Regions from separate parts of the Xenopus laevis genome. Here region 1 is linked to region 2. The links are chromatin contacts, called in public Hi-C maps. All regions are on one chromosome and are shown on one strand. Each heading gives the region's core, a stretch centred on a gene start, on an enhancer-like site or on the middle of the called end of the contact. The rest is flanking DNA. Distances are from core to core; before and after follow the strand shown.

Region 1 (4,915 bases), core at 198-2,697, 54 kb before region 2:
CCCTGGTAAAGGGGGCAAATCTTTTCCATTTTGCTCCATGGAAAATTGTGCCAATCGGAGAAAGTTGAAAACGGCGTATTTTCACATATATTTATTTATTTTTTAGACTTTTTTTTCATTGCACATGTGTTATTTTCAGTGTCGGACTGGCCCACCGGGATACCAGGAAAACTCCCGTGGGCCCAGGTGTCAGTGGGCCTCTTGCCTCTAACCATTTGGTCTATTTCATGGTCATTCCCTATTTATTTATGGGAAAAAAAAGAGGATTAATAATGGAAGAATAGAGTATAGTATGTAGAGGTAAAAGACTAGGAGAATAAAGAGTTTGAGTAAGGAGAGGAGGAACAGGCCCGGACTGGCAATCTGTGGTTTCTGGCAAATGCCAGAGGGGCTGCTATAATGTGCCAGAGAAAGACACTATTTAGTGGTCTGCTAGGACCTGTTTGGGTCTATTTGTACTTGGAATGTCAGGGGCATGGGTTCGGCCCACACATCATTACTGGTCAGGGCCTATTTTGACTCCCAGTTCAGACCTGAGGAGGAATAATTGTTTGGAAAGTGGGCCCATGGTCTAAGGTTTTCTGGTGGGCCCCTGGCATCCCAGTCCGACACTGGTTATTTTGGGCTACATTTTTGTAGCTGACTTTGGCTGGTTTTGAAAATAATACCTGGAACAGGGTTTGGGTGCTGGGAGTTGTAGCTGAAGGGCCCCTCAACTATTTCTTCCCTACAACTCCCACCACACCCTTCTTGGATGCCAAGTGTTAGAGCTTAACCAGTAAAAAAAAACTTATTTAGTAAACTAAAAGGGCATTTATCCTCAGAAACATTAAACTAAGAAGAGTAGGACATGAACAGGGCTGGCTTAATTGTAAATTCCACTGCCTATAATGGCTACAGGCAGAGGTCTGTGGAGGATCCATTGAGAATTAGGACACTGCTGGGTATACGTTACTTTGCACCCTGGTGTGTAGAGGTTGGTAGGTGCCTGGCATGGAGGCGCCCATTAATACGCATGACAGAGGGGGCACACATGTTACCTTGCACTGCTCATAGGGGTTGGTAGGTGCTGACGGGCTGGGAGGGGGCGTGGCCCGGGAGTGCGTAGGTAAGGAGCTGGTATGTGAGGAATGTGACAGGGCTGGATGCCGCCCGAGTCACTGGGCCTTACACAGGTGTGATGAGGGGAGGTGGCACTGCCGAGAGGCGCTAAATCTCAGCGCGGAGGATTGCTGTGTTACGGGACTCCGTCTGGAGCGGACAAGTTTATTTTGGGAGGGAGGGGGGTGGCTGGGTTTAACAGCTCCGGGCGCTCCTCTCTTCTCTTCATCCCACTTTACTATCCCTCCCTTCCCCTCCTTTAGCCGCCCATTCAGTCTCTCCTCCCTCACTGCCCTCCCCTTCTCACTCTCCTAGTTTCTCTCCACCCCCTCAGTCAGTCCCTGCTTCTCCCTCTCTCTCTTTCGCTGCCTCCTCCTCTTCCTCGTTATTTTGCCCCCCTAGTTGCCCCCTGCCCTGTTCCCCAAACATGGCGGGGGCACGGCCTGGGGTTCACTCTCTTCAACTGGAGCCCGTGAAAGTGCCGGAGACTCTTATCAAAGGGAGCAAGTTCATCAAGTGGGATGAGGTGAGACGAGGGGGGTAAAAGTTACAAAGTGGAGAGGGGAATGCTACTTATTGCTGGGGTGGGGATGGGGGGTTTCATTGACTCTCACTGACAAGAGATGGGCGCCGGAATGCTTATAGCTCTGTGGGGTATTTATAAGAGAGTGCCTGCAGTCTGAGCACAGACTGCTGGGTAATACATGAGCACAGACTGCTTGGTGGAATAGAGGCAATTGCTTAACCTAGGGGCTTCTGGGTATCTGCTGGCTGATACTTGTTCAGAAGCTGCAGATACTTCTTCTTGGGCTTCAGGGTATGTGCTGGGGAATTGTGGGGCTTTCTGTTGGGAAATGCATCTTTAGGGGCTTTCTATTGGGCTGTGCTTGTACAGAGGCTGCTGGGTAGAACTTGGTAGTTGGTTATCTGCAAGTTTTATAATTCAGAGGCTGCCTGGTATCTGTTTAGAAGGGGTGTGGGTATCTAGAGGGCAGTTTTGTTTCAGAGTGTTGTAGGTATCTGCCAGGCAAATCTTAAAAGGGGGTTGTTCACCTTTAAATTAACTTTTAGTATGATGCAGAAAGTGACATTTTGAAACAATTTGCAATTGACTTTCATTATTTAGCATGTGTGGTGTTTTGAGTTATTTAGCTTTTTTTATTCAGCAGCATTCCAGTTTGCAATTTCAGCAATCCAGTTGCTAGGGTGCAAATTACCCTAGCAACCACACACTGATTTGAATAAAAGAGGTCCTGAATAGAACGATGAGTAATAAAAAGTAGCAATAACAATAAATGTGTAGCCTTACAGGGCCTTTTTTTTTTTTTTTTTAAATAGGGTCAACGACCCCCATTTGAAAGCCGGAAAGAGTGAGAAGAAAAAGGCAAATTGAAAAAAAAGCTATACAAAATAAACAATGAAGACCAATTTAAAAGTTGCTTAGAACTGGTCATTCTATAACATACTAAAAGTTAAAGGAACAGTAACACCAAAAAAGGAAAGTTTTTTAAAGTAATGAAAATATCATGTAGTGTTGCCCTGCACTGGTAAAACCGATGTGTTTGCTTCAGAAACACTACTGTAGTTCATATAAACAAGCTGCTGTGTAGCAATGGTGGAAATTGAAAAAAGGCTATATGGCACAGGTTAAATAGTGGATAACAGATAACACCATTATGTTCTACAGAGCTTATCTGCTATCTGCTGTGTAACCTGAGCCTTTTCTCCTTTGAATGGCTGCCCCCGTTGCTACACATCAGCTTGTTTATATAAACAATAGTAGTGTTTCTGAAGCAAACACAGCAGTTTTACCAGTGCAGGGCTACACTGCATTATATTTTTATCACTTTAAAACAATTACATTTTTTGATGTTACTGGTCCTTTAACGTAAATGTGAACCGTCCATTTGAGGCTGTTGGCTATTAATGAAGGATTTATTTTAAGACTGCTGAATATCAGGGTAGTACTGGGATATTTTCTAGGTAATAATTGCTCAGATTGGTCTGGGTATCTGCAGGGCAGTACTTGTTTAGAGGCTCCTTGGTACCAGGGAAGTCATTTCTAGGTAATAACTTGCTCAGATTGATCTGGGTATCTACAGGGCAATACTTGTTTAGAGGCTGCTCTGTATCAGGGTAGTTCTGATGTTTTTTCTGGGTAATACTTTTTCAAAGGGTCTGGGAATCCACAGGACAGTGTTTGTTCAGAGTGTTATGGGTATCTGCATGGTAGTTCGTTTCTAGAGGGACCTGGGTCTCTATAGGGTAGTACTTTCCCAAAATGTTCTGGGTCAGGGCAATACTATATCTTTAGGGCACTGCTTGTCAACAGTGTTCTGGATATTGTCAAGGCAGCAAGGTAATTTTGCAGAGAGGTCTGAGTAATTGTCCTGGGGGTTCTGGGTATTGATAAGGCAGTATTTATACAGAGTGGAGAGGGCATCCACATTTTAGTACTTGTCCATAGTGTTCTAGGTATCTACAGGGCAGTATTTGTGCAGATGGTTCTGGGTATCTACAGGTTAATATTTGTGGAGAAGTTTCTAGGTATCTACAGGGTAGTATTTGTGCAGAGGTATCTGGGTATTTACAGGACAGTATTTGTGCAGAGGTATCTACAGGGTAATATTTGTGCAGAGGTATCTGGGTATCTACAGGGCAGTATTTGTGCAGAAGTTTCTGGGTATCTACAGGGTAATATTTGTGCAGAGGTATCTGGGTATCTACAGGGCAGTATTTGTGCAGCAGTTTCTGGGTATCTACAGGGCAGTATTTGTGCAGAGGTTTCTTTGTATCTATAGGGCAGTATTTGTGCAGAGGTATCTGGATATCTTTAGGGCAGTACTTGTCTGGAGGCTGCCAGGGTTCTGCTTGTTCAAAGGCTTCTGTGTATTATTTGCTCATTGGCTGCTGGGTATCTGCAGGTCGACACTTGTTTAGAGATTGCTGGGTATATGCAGGGTAACACTAAATCAATGTGCATGGTTAGGGGAATAAATTAGCAACTCTCTACTGGATAGCTCCAGGACAGTACTTAGTATCTGCAGGTTAGCAATGTTCAGGTGTATATACTTTAGTTCAGATTGAGTAGTTGCTGGGTATCTAATCGGCAGTACCTGACCTGATCATTGCCTACAGGCTATAATTGGGGTAGTACTTGGGTAGTACTTTTTGTGGTCCTGCAGAGTTAAAACAGGGCTGCCCACAGTAACCAGAAAGCAGATTAGTAGTGAGGCTAGATTTTTTTGTTACAGGTGAGGGATCTATTATCTGGAAAGGCACTACCCTCTACTTCATGTATATGCTTACAAGAAGCATTATTTGACGAGCTTATAGATACAGCTTTGAAAGTATTAGCATTTTGTTTGAAGGTACTTTGTCCAAAGGTGGCAGGAGTTCAAATCAGTTATGGAATTGGGCGTCCGTTAAAAATGTTTCAAACTATGTTGTAGATCTCTTTAATATACCTTAAAAATCATGGTTCTACGTTAAGTATACAGGTATGAGACCTGTTATCCAGAATAGTCAGGACCTGGGGTTTTCTGGATAACTGTATCTTCATACTTGGCCCTTGTTTAGTCAACCTTAATTGTATAAAAAAATCAGTGTGATCAAGTGATGATACAAGTGATGACTCCTGAAACACTGTTATAGCCTTTTTATAACCACACTTGATTTACAATATTTTAAAAATTAGATGTTTTATTTTGTACCAGTACTGGTTCCCATATTTTGTTACATGTTTATGTATTGTAAAAATGTGGTTATAACTCTATCTATGTTAGGCTTTCTTTCACTTTCATAGCTAAATCAG
Region 2 (4,919 bases), core at 1,177-3,676:
AGTCACCCACAATCACATGATGTCCAGATAAAGCGCATTCGCTAGTAATTGGGCACATTGTGTCTCAGTATGTGGGAGTTGTAGTTGCAACCAATTAAATCCAAAGGCACAATTCCAACTGGACAGTGAAACAATTGATTTCCGTGCAGTTTGAACAAATAATATATAAGCGAATTAAGCCTCCATTAGAGTGGCTGGTTCAAAGTTCAATTTTAGTCAGCACTGTATCATCATCATACTCACGGACAAACTTTTTCTCCACACATAGCCTCATTGGCATCCAAGGACCTGCAAGCACAGGCTTCCATGAATGTTGACTGATAAAAAAAAGTTGGTGGAAGTCCCTGGCTAAATATCAGTCTCAATAATTATAGCATAATCTCTGGCTAGAATTTTGCTGGTATTATTTACACACTTCCACAGTGGTCAGCCAGTTGGCTCCTGCTTTAAGTCTGACATGTATAAGCAGGAAATTAAACTGATTTAAGGAGCTCTCTACTGATTCAGAAATCAGAATGATGCACTATGCAAATATTGCCTCCATTGGAAAAATAGATACTGAGGGTGCTGCCTGTATATCCTGACATCCAAGGACCACAGCGTTCATAAATAAATACATGTATTATACTTCACCATAAATACAGGCAGATCTTTACTTGTGTGGCCACCTTTAGGTTCCCCATCAGCGTATATACACAGTCGTATGAAAACGTTTGGGAACCCCTCTCAGCCTGCATAATAATTTACTCCACTTTCAGCAAAAAAGATAACAGTGATATGTCTTTGATTTCCCAGGAACATCTGAGTTCTGGGGGTTTTTTTGAACAAAGATTTTTAGTGAAGCAGTATTCAGTTGTATGAGATTAAATCAAATATGAAAAAATGGCTGTGCAAACATTTGGGTACCCTTGAAATTTTGCTAATTTAAATGGAAGGCCACAGGCACAGTTGCTGTAAAACCCAGGTCTGGCAGGCCAAGAAAAATACAGGAGCAGCATATGCGGAGGATTGTAAGAAATGTTACAGACAACCCAAAGATCATCTCCAAAGACCTGCAAGAACATCTTGCTGCAGATGGTGTATCTGTTCATCGTTCTACAATTCAGCACAATTTGCACAAAGAACATCTGTATGGCAGGGTGATGAGAAAGAAGCCCTTTCTGCACTCACGCATCAAACAGAGTCGCCTGTTGTATGCAAAAGCTCATTTAAACAAGCCACAGTCATTTTGGAACAAAGTGCTTTGGACTGATGAGACAAAAATGGAGTTAGTTGGTCATAACAAAAAGCGCTATGCATGGTGGAAGAAGTCCACCGCATTCCAAGAAAAACACTTGCTACCTACTGTCAAATTTAGTGGAGGTAACATCATGCTGTGGGACTGTGTGGCTAGTTCAGGGACTGGCCATTGTTAAAGTCGAGGGTCAGATGAATTCAACCTAATAACAATAATTCTTCAGGATAATGTTCAAGCATCAGTCACAAAGTTGAAGTTACGCAGGAGTTGGATATTCCAACAAGACCCTAAACACACTTCGAAATCTACAAAGGCATTTATGCAGAGGGAGAAGTACAGTATTCTGGAATGGCCGTCACAGTCCCCGACTTGAATATCATCGAAAATCTATGGGATGATTTGAAGCAGGCTGTCCATGCTCGGCAGCCATCAAATTTAACTGAACTGGAGAGATTTTGTATGGACAAATGGTCAAAAATACCGCCATCCAGAAATCAGACAAGTATTGATGTAATATCTCTGTTGGGGTGCCCAAATTTATGCACCTGTCTAGTTTTGTTATGATGCATATTTCATATTTTCGGTTAATCCAATAAACTTTATGTCACTGCTGAAGCATTACTGTTTCCATAAGGCATGTTATATATTAAAAGGAAGTTGCTAATTTAAAAGCTCAGCCAATGATAAACAAAACTCCAAAGAGTTCCCAAACTTTTTCATATGACTATAAATATATATATATATTATCCCAAAAATGTGTCGGCACTCACGACAAGTCACTGAACATAGCAAACCAAAAATGTAGAAAGCCGCACTCACAGGACTTAGAAATCAATTCACTATAATTTATTGTAGGCAGGCATACTGACGTTTCGCTGAACACCAGCCTTTCTCAAAGGTTGGTGTTCAGCCGATAAGGTCAGTTTAGTATAATACATAATATGGTAACATTCTACTAACAAATTGGGTATTTGTTGCCAAGAAATAGTGTATTTTTAGGTTCGGATAAACAGTTCTTCACTCTGCATGCCCCCTGAATCCAACCATGATTTCTCTCTTCTATGTTTCTCACTCTGTTATTATTTTTTCTCACGCATCTGGATTTCTCTGCCTGAGTCTTGACCACCCCTCCTCCACATCTGGATACCGGATGGCCACTCACCCCCTACTTTTCCCACGGCCCTCTAAACTCCTCCTCCTTTTTTCTTTACCTTTACTTTCCCATATTGTAGCTGCTCTCTCTTTACTATCAGGTCTCCCCATCTGTTAACCTTTCCCACAACTTCACTTCTTCTCTCACATATGCATCCACTCTCTTCTCTAGTTTTTCAAAATCCTTTTCTTTGCTCTCCTCAGCCTTCTTCATATACTCCTTTACCCCTGCTTGTTCAGGCCTGTCTTTTTCGTTTATCTTCTTTCTTTATTTCTTTCCTATTTAGTTTCTACTTCCTTTTTCTCCCACACATCCCTTCTCTTCCTTCTCCCTCTCCCTCCCTCTATCTCTGTCTTCAGATTAAGGGCTCAGCGGAAGTTGGGAAGGAGGGGGTGGGGGGGAAACAAGTGTTTACATTTTTTATGTTCACTCTGTTCTCCCCTTGCTATGCTGGATCTGCTCCTCCACCCTAAACAGAAAGGCTGTGTGTCTATGTGTCTGTACAGTTGTGCAATTAACTGAACACATTCACTCTTTGTAAACACAAACATCAACCTAGCTGAACCATTTCACTAATGAAAATAAGTATGAAGATCCAGCACGAGTAAAATAAATAAATATTTTTCTTTGCTGTTATTTCTCCAAACTCAAGTATTTTGTTTGCCAACATGTAGGAGCAAGTATGAAAGGCATGAGAGTACTCCTGCACCATCACACACCTACACATGGTCTAAACTTTGCACTTTGTTTAAATATGCACTCAAAATAAATTGATTATCTGGAACATAATTTTTTTAAAGTAGGATCGGGAAATGAGCAGATCTCTCCCAGATATGCCCACATTGAGGTGGGCGATATCAGGCTGATTGGATCATAATGCATCTGATACGGGCGGTCGGATCCCGGGACTGCATACTCTCACAGATCCGATTGGATTTTTTAACCTGCCCAATTGAGATCTGGCCGACTTTCGGGGAAGCCAGTCGGGTGGCCCCACACGCGGGCCAATAAGCTGCCGTCTCGGTCTGTCGGGAGCTTTTATCAGCCCGTGTATATGGGGCATTTACAGTGAAGTCTCAGGAACCCAGGGAAAGGCTTAGCACCATAAACAGAAGGGCCACAAATAGTACAACTACTGTACTATCCTCTTACCTGCAAAAGTAGAGCCCTGTTTATTTTAATTATCAAAATTAGCAGCCTTTGAGCAGCTTATTATCCGGGGCTTTTCAGCGGACTGGTCATTCGATTTATGAGCTCCTCAGAAGTTCTTCGGGATCAGGAAGTAACAGGGAACACTAAAGCAAAACTGGCTTCAAATTCTTGTTTAGTGCCAGAAATAACAGAAACCATAGACATTTTTTAATTAAAACAATAGGCAAAAAGCATGTTCAGCACATGTATTTACTGATCTCATGTTGAAAAAAAAGGGAGTAAATTGTCTCTTTAAGGTCCGCTCTTTTGGTGAGGTCGCCAAACCTCATCAATGTGTCGCTGCAGTCCTTGCCAAAAGAGGGTTTTCAATTCTGCCCGATAGATATTTGGCCAATGTTCGGCCAGATATCTGATGGGTAAAGGCAGTTGGGTAGGGCCCATAAGATAAGCTGCGACTCAGTCTAAACAGACCACATTGCTAAATATGTCTGTGTATGGCCAGCTTTAAAGTTATATCACTGTGGACAGCTTAACTTGTATTCTGGCAAATCTTTTGTGGGGGATTTGATATGCAGCAGAAAAAAATACAACAATAATCTTATTACCACTGAAGCAAAATGTTACAGTCCAAGGTGAATACCACAGATAAAAAAATCTGGCATTCCCCATGCATCATTTGTGATGAAATAGGTTTTTTCATGTGATTTATTGAACAGATAAAACAGTCACTGAACTTCCTGCTGTTTCCTTGTGTAGTGAAAGGTTGCCTCATTCTCCGTGTGGCTGATCATAATTGCTGAAGGCAGATGCAAGTGCAATCATGTGAAATGGCTCAGCAGGGGAAAGAACAGGATTGCAGAGGGGCACGTCCATCTTTATGCTGCACCCAAATTATCATTTTCTATGTAAAAGCAAAGTCTAAGTATCCTGACGAAGAGGAGTTCGTACTGGTGGTCCACAAGTGCCAGAAAGAGTCTGCTCCATATTTCTTGTATTTCAAATATTTTATTGAAGTTTTACCATAAAACAAGCCGAATTTAAAATACAGCTTGTTAAGATGCAGTCACAAAAACATGCGGTATATATCGCATACTATAAACAGAAGTATTTATATAGATATTGATATATACCCAGTGGACATAAATGAAACAAAAAAGAAATGACCAATGTTTCCATAAATTTGCGTATATTTAGATATGAAGGAACCCGCTGTTGGTCTTAAAGCCGTAACAAGGCGGGATTTAAAGTTGACCCTGCTCTGTAGACTGCACTTCGTTCAGTTTTTGTTTTGGGTCAATCAGAATAGTTTTTGCAATGTAGCTGATTCTAGTGTCCTAAGTAATCCTGAGTGCAGCTACACAGAATTGAGATTGGCTC

Evidence for each region. Hi-C and Micro-C count contacts between places; a contact is called where the count stands out from the background.
Region 1: a Hi-C map of the XTC cell line shows a contact between it and region 2, with 2.2 times the contacts expected there. The contact joins the promoter of plcb3.L here to the enhancer-like site in region 2. A contact is called at or near these places in 2 of 4 Hi-C or Micro-C datasets (the XL177 cell line and the XTC cell line).

What each region holds. Positions count from the first base shown.
Region 1 is chr4L:26,379,764-26,384,678 of Xenopus_laevis_v10.1, reverse strand. plcb3.L (phospholipase C beta 3 L homeolog) reads left to right here and starts at 1,447. Exons shown (of 33, transcript NM_001087700.2): 1 at 1,447-1,627. The coding sequence starts at 1,529.
Region 2 is chr4L:26,326,753-26,331,671 of Xenopus_laevis_v10.1, reverse strand. The region is part of intron 2 of plcb3.L (phospholipase C beta 3 L homeolog); the gene reads left to right. Among protein-coding and RNA genes, the nearest start is that of plcb3.L, 54 kb to the left of the region's middle. Within about 2 kb of position 2,426, at least 1 of the 7 cell types and tissues checked has an H3K27ac peak or open chromatin away from gene starts, as enhancers often do.